Regions from separate parts of the Rattus norvegicus genome. Here region 2 is linked to region 1. The links are chromatin contacts, called in public Hi-C maps. All regions are on one chromosome and are shown on one strand. The core of a region is the stretch at or near the end of the contact, and the rest is flanking DNA. Distances in the headings are between cores, read along the strand shown.

Region 1 (3,222 bases), core at 35-2,534:
GCAGGGGGGTGCTGTGGTGGTATCACTTTCTCTATTGGACCACCAATAGAGGGTGGAGGCTATACAGGGTTTCTTTTATATTTTAATTTTGTTTTGTTTATTTTGAGCCAGTGTTTCACTGTGTAGTGTGTAGCCCTGGCTGGCCTAGACCTCTGTAGACCAGGCTAGTCTTGGAAAGAGATCTGCCTGCCTCTGTTTCCTGAGTGCTGGGGTTAAAAAGCCACCACACCTAGTCTAAAAGTATAGCTTTGGCTGGTCTAGAACTCCTGACCCTCCTACCTCTGCCTCTTCAGCATACCCTCCTGGTGTGCAGTTGGGTTTGATCAGTGTCCTGTCACTGCTTTGGTATAGTTCTGGGGGTCTGTTGGTTCACCAGCACAGGAGACATTCTGTTAGTTTTATCCTAATGAATGGCAGAGGTCCCTGGAGGATCCTTTCACTGTGTTCTTTCCACAGGTTAGGGTGATGTCTAGGTCGCAAATGGTACTGGATGCTGTGTCTTTTGAGATAAGCATTGTATAGTCAAGGCTGTGCTGTCTGAGCCACCTTTTCCCCATTCCCTACCAACAGGCCAACTTCTAAGATAGCTTTTTTTTTTTCAGACAGGAGAGTGGGTCCACAGTAGGTTTTGTTGGACCCATCTGCACAGATCATCTTTGAATGCGTGGCTCAGTGCTCTAGGCTCTAGTTTATACTCAGGCAACCCTGAGATAATTGTTGGCTGCAACCTGCATTGCAGAATACAAGGAGGTGGGGTATATAGCTTGTGGTATACCGCTTGCCCAGCACCCGGGGAGCCCCACCCCCAGCAACAGCCAAAACAGTCTTTTCAAACTGATGTGTGGGTAGACAGATATGTTAGTGAGCTGCCCGGGTGACTGATCAAACACTCGACACACTTATGACACCAAACAAGCCCTGTTCCCACTTCCTGGTGTGGATTATATTCTTGTTTTTAAAATGAACTGTAAAAATGAAAGGCAATAAATTTTTTTCTTTCAGATTTCTATTATCGTAGGTCAGATTTTATTAAATGGTAACTTTGGGCTGATAGCTATTCGGTGAATCGCCTGCTTGCTAACCCGAGTTCAATCCCTGGAACCTACAGGGCAGGAGAGAAACAGCTCCAGCAAAGTGGCTTCTAGCCTTGGTGTGTGCCCTTTCTCAATAAAGAAATGACTGTGAGAAACAAATTCAAAAGGGAGACCATCAACATTGGAAACCTCCTGAGCATTGGTGTTGCAGGGCTTCGTGCCTTGACGCAACAGACTGGAGGCTGACTCTGCTCACCCTTGAAACTGCCCAGTCACTGTGGCTTTCGTTCCAAACAGAAAATACAGGAGAAGGATCTGGAATCAAGGAAAACCCAAGGCGAGTAGGGCTGGTGGGCAGATGTAAATCAGCTACCAATAAACCCTTAGAGAAGAGAACCTTTTTGATGGCAGCTGCCGGAGCTTCAGCCCGTTTGAGTTGCTGATAACCTCATCAAGCCCTCAGATAAAGGCTAGTCTTGTCACCCTGGGCACCTGGCTGAGAGGCAATAAAACGTAGCCTAATCTCCTAAGGGTGGAGTTCGGCCAAGCTTTGCCCGCAGTAATTATAGCTCTAGAATTGCGGTCCTCTTCTGAGAAACCAGGAAGGGGGAAGGGGAGAAGATGGTTTAAGGCAGCGGGAAGTTGTGCCGTTTCTGTTCTTGGATTTAAAAGAGAAAGTGAGCCAATCAAGGAAGAGGGAGTGAGGGAAAAACAGCTAGGGGCTAGGCTCCCTCTCGAGGGGTTAACCAGCGTTCCTAACCGCAGGGTAAAAGGCTCAACTGTTGAGAATAATCCCAGAAACTTTAGGAACCTTCCTTTGTACATGTAAATAGCCGAGTCATTGCCTTGCTAAGCGGAGAAGGAAGAGTGACTCATTGGTCGCTCCTTACTCTGCCGTTGGATGGAGTTTACCGAGAGCAAGAAAACGACTTTAAATCCCAGCTCTGTAAGGGAATTCCTCTTGGGAGGGATGAATGCCGCCCAGACAAAGGAGCCCCCGTTGACATCTCGTTTACAATCTACCCCCAGGACACAGACAAGACCGCCTCCATAAACCCAGCTCAGAAACACCCATTGTTCAACACCCTCCATTAGCAACAAGCTACCGCCACCCCAAGGCTTTGCAAAAGAAAGGATTTGGTTGGAGGAAGCCTGGGACTGGGGAGGCTGTGAAAAGAGACAGGAAAGGCGTCCTTTGAGCCTCCGTTCAAGAGAAGAGTGCCGCAGAATAAACCTCGAGGTGTTTAATCTTTTAGTTTCCTTAAGAAATGCCTGGAAGAGCCCAAGACCAGTGATTGAGAACTCTAAATTGGATGTTAGCTCATTGCAGAAACTTCTGTCAACCGAAGTTACTAAATAGACTGTCTCTGCCTAATGTACATATTCTGAGCCTCGTAAAACCCTATACCACCGCAGCAAAGCACGGCTGAGTTCTTTACTAGACGTTGTTCTGAATAGTCCTCCAACCTACACCTGTACACATTTGTTTTGGTCCCTATCTTAATAAAGCTCAGAAATTCCAGAATACATTTGGATTTACCAAAAATAGAGGTGGGGTTTAAAAACAAAACGAAACGAAACTAAGTCAAGCCAACCGCTCTATCTTTATGCTCCTTGTTTAGCCCCAAACTCATGACTTTTGTGAACCCACTGTTCAAGCCAGAATTCTGGCCACGATCCTTCTGATCCTCCTGTCTCTTAGCTCATTCTAGAGTCATTCTATGTCCTGTTTGTCCCTTTCTGGGTCTCTGGATCTTTCTACTTATCATAGCCATTTCCTACCTCAGGTTTCTACACCTCCAGGTTGTGATTTATTAATGAGTCATGAGATCAGCCGAGTGAGTCATGCAGTTTCACTATTTAGAAAGGAAAATGTTTAAATAGAAATACCAGAGTGCCCTGTGGTCAGGAACGGGGTATTGTTGCATGAATCGTGTTTGTCCGGATCTGTGTACAAAGTAGGGGAGAGGTCAAATGCTTTTGTTTGTCAAAAGTATTTTCTAATTGGGCATCCTGGATGATCAGTTAATTGTCCCTGCGTTCAAACTGTTGTACATACTCGGAGACACGGTGAAAATGTGGAACACCCAGCTTGTCACCCTGGCTTGCATATGGTATCCCATCTAGGGCTGCGGGAACTCCCACTTCCCCATTCTGCCAGCCTTCTCGCCCCAAGACCCCCCCTTTT
Region 2 (3,226 bases), core at 292-2,791, 98 kb before region 1:
CATTGTTAGAAGAAAACCACAGTTCTCGTTCCACAGACAGACAGACGGTAATAGATCATTTATCCCCAGCCGAGTATGAGGGTGATCATGGCCCAGGGAACCCAGATTTGGGTAGATGCCAGAGACGTGTTCCACCATGGAAGTTATCATATGAGCTGCTAGTCATACACAAAGCTATAAATGAACGCACTTACCAAATACCTTGGTGGGGCTGAAGTGAGGTAAGTTAGAGAAGCCTGACACACCTATGGCACTTGTAGCCATTGAGGTGGTGGAAGCTGCCTGTCTGCTGAATTTTAAACTGAGAGTCAAAAGAAGGGTAGGCCGATACGGAAGCAGGTGATGGATGGCTAAGAGGGAGAGTTAAGATAGATCAGGATAATCTGACTCTGGATCTGTATCATTCCAACTGTCCCCAACCAGGAGGCCCTAATCAAGCACTCACCCAGCAGAATCAGCTAGGTGTGGCTTTTTCAGGGAACTTCAGCCCACATCACCTAGGTTAAGAAGAGTGACTTCCACTTTAAAAAAAAAAAAAAAAGGAAAGGCGGGCGACTGGGTTGACTTGAAGAAAGTGATCAGTAGTGCCAGCTACTTATTTCTGAAGAAGAGAATTATTCTGATAGTGTTGATAAACTCATCACAAGATGGCCGGGACCAACTCCGGCCCCTTGCAAAGACAATGGTTAGCTCTTGCCTTGAGCAGCTAGAGCTCCTCAGAGCTGAGATGTGACGAGATGATTACAAGTCCCTTGTGCAGTGTTGGAAGCCCAGCAGCCTGCATATTTTATAAATATCTGCCCTCGCTAGGCTTCGAGGGAACGAGATCCAATGACTATGTGAGTCCCACCAGACCCAGCACCTGATGGGAATCATACCTAATCGACCGTCCAGGTGAAACAAACACCTCCCTCAAGCCTTTAACGGACCTGGAGCACTTACTTATTCATCCCGCCTCCTCTCTCAGCCTTCCCAAGTTTGTGCCATTTGAATTTCTGCCCTTTCAGGGTCTGGAGACCGCGAAAACGGATTTGTCTTTTTAACAGCTCTGCTTGTCTTAAGACAAGAAAAGCTGTTAAAACAGAAGAAAAACAACAACAACAACAACAACACACACACACACACACACACACACACACACACACACACACAGAGATAATGGTGAGAAACGGTTATCACCAGGCTGTGAGAGCGCAGAAAAATCGTTCGGTTGCACTTAGACAATTTGATTATGAGGCATAAGCGTTCAGTAAGTAACACGTGGCAACAGCAACTAACCCGAAGTCACTTGAATCAGTTACACCGAGAGGCCCTGACACAGGCAGAACCGAAGCTTGTTTTTCCGCCGTGCAGACAGCGGATTAAAAAAAAATATTGCGGATGTTATGAGCTCGCGCCGGGGAGGAGGGGGGCGGGGGCGTTCCCCTTTTCTGGAGTTGTAAAAGACCCGGCGCACAGTCCTGCGGGAACGCGAAACTCCCAACGAGCTCGGCCTTAGGGGTGGAGTGGGGCTGGGGGAGGGGCACCGTGGGGCTTCAGCTGATCTCAGAACCCGGCCAGCGCGCTCCGGCTTCCCAACTGCCTCGAAATGATTTACACGAGCAGGAGGTGTGCATTGGCGGGGTCCGGCTGGCCTTCGCGTCACGGTGAGTTTTAATTCTGCATTTCCCCTCGCGTCCTGGTTTGAGAGAGGCTTCTTCTACTCTGTACCGGCTCCCGCTCGCCCTGTAAAGTTTGTTTTCAAACGGTAAACCCGGTTTCCACCAGTGCCGCCCGAGAATCGCATTCATTAGCCAGGCTGACTTGGGAGAAAAGAAAAGCTACCTTTGTGTACATAATGAGAGCCACCGCGTGGCCGCGCATAACCGCCGGGAAGGAACGTTTCGGCCTCGTGCTGCCGTGGGTTGGGCTTAGCGGACCCGAGGCGGGTTCCGTGGGGTGGCCCCCCGAAAGCCACAGTCCAAGTTAGCAAACAAAGCGACGAGGCAGTCACCGCCAGGTCCGGACTCGGCTCCTGCCACTCACGCCGTCCAGCTCCTCCTCCCTGCGTCTGTCCTCCCATCTCTCCCGAGTCCCCGGCGGATGTGAGCCACCAATCCCAGCCACAAACACCCCTTCAAACCCCAGAGCGAGGGCCCTCCAACGGGCGCCCGGGCCCTCCGCGGGCCCCCTCCCGCACCACAGGAGTCCCGCACTGGAGCGCAGCAGCTGAGTCATCCCCAGTCAGGTCCGGGAAAGCGCTGCGCCCCGGGCGGCTTGCGGAGGTGCTTGCCAGCCGGTGGGTTCGCCCTGGACACTGCCGTGCAACCGCCGCCTGCGCCGATTCCCGCGTGTGCTCTCTTACCGAGCGAGCGCTCTGCAAACCACAGGATTTGGGGGGAGGGGAGGGTCGTTTTGAGATTCCTGCCTGCTTACTGTGACTCTTCCTCCACTTGGTTCATTTTGGAAAAACCACCCAAGCTTCTTTTTTGACTCGGGGGTTTTAACGCGCTCCTCGGAACGGGTTGTCTTTGGGAAGGGGGCGCGGCGGAGGCTTGCTTTAATTTCCAACGTAATCGTAAACAGGTTCCAAAGTCTAGCGGGTCATCCTGTGGCCGCCTTAGTGTGACTCGGCTTTAACCTTGTTTTCACGGGTCTGTCTCCTCCTGCCGGATCTCCACCGAGGTCACAAAACCAGAACAGCCACAGAGCCGAAACTAGAGACACCGGCGGTGACGTCGCTACAAAGCTTATTTACGTTTGGGGTTTTTCTTCGTTTTTTTCCCCCCCTCTAATGGGGAAAGTCTTCCGTGACATGTGACAGTTGGTTTTCTTTGCATTTTTTTTTTTTAAACAACCGGGCATAGGTAGAATCTAGACCCAGAAGTGCGGGCATGTGCGTCTCGAAGTTGGCCAAAACAGCATCTGGCTTGTATTTGGGGAGGGGGGGATTCTTCGTGGAACTCCCTTTGGAGCGCCCCTCTCAAGCAAAATAAACCAATAGGAACGAGTGTTTATTTAATGGCTAGTTTCTGTTTGAAATACTGAAGGGTGGAGGGGAGTGTCCTCTGGTGGGATATTAGCCCACAAAGTAGACACTGTTTACCGAAACAGATGAGCAGTCCAGGCGTAGTCGTCCATCTTTTTTCTAAAGGCGTGTGGGGGGTGGGGGAGTCGCAGTGGGGCACACACGCACGTTCTGGCCGTCCCCTGGCCGAGACGTTTAAAGAGCATGTGAGTATGACAA

Evidence for each region. A called contact is a pair of places that touch in the nucleus more often than the background predicts.
Region 2: a contact with region 1 is called in a Hi-C map of Schwann cells, with 2.8 times the contacts expected there. The contact joins the promoter of Tgif1 here to the enhancer-like site in region 1. A contact is called at or near these places in 7 of 12 Hi-C or Micro-C datasets (the A7r5 cell line, Schwann cells, frontal cortex and 3 more) and 1 of 1 datasets of contacts at active chromatin or transcription factors (oligodendrocytes).

The regions. Positions count from the first base shown.
Region 1 is chr9:118,104,008-118,107,229 of GRCr8, reverse strand. The region is part of intron 7 of Dlgap1 (DLG associated protein 1); the gene reads right to left. The region is part of intron 2 of LOC102555426 (a long non-coding RNA gene); the gene reads left to right. Among named protein-coding and RNA genes, the nearest start is that of Tgif1, 99 kb to the left of the region's middle. Within about 2 kb of position 1,284, at least 66 of the 93 cell types and tissues checked have an H3K27ac peak or open chromatin away from gene starts, as enhancers often do. A contact at or near this core is called in the A7r5 cell line and Schwann cells, where this site is marked.
Region 2 is chr9:118,202,669-118,205,894 of GRCr8, reverse strand. Tgif1 (TGFB-induced factor homeobox 1) reads left to right here and starts at 1,541. Exons shown (of 3, transcript NM_001015020.1): 1 at 1,541-1,646. The coding sequence starts at 1,589. LOC102555570 (a long non-coding RNA gene) reads right to left here. Exons shown (of 3, transcript XR_005489521.2): 3 at 1-3,226.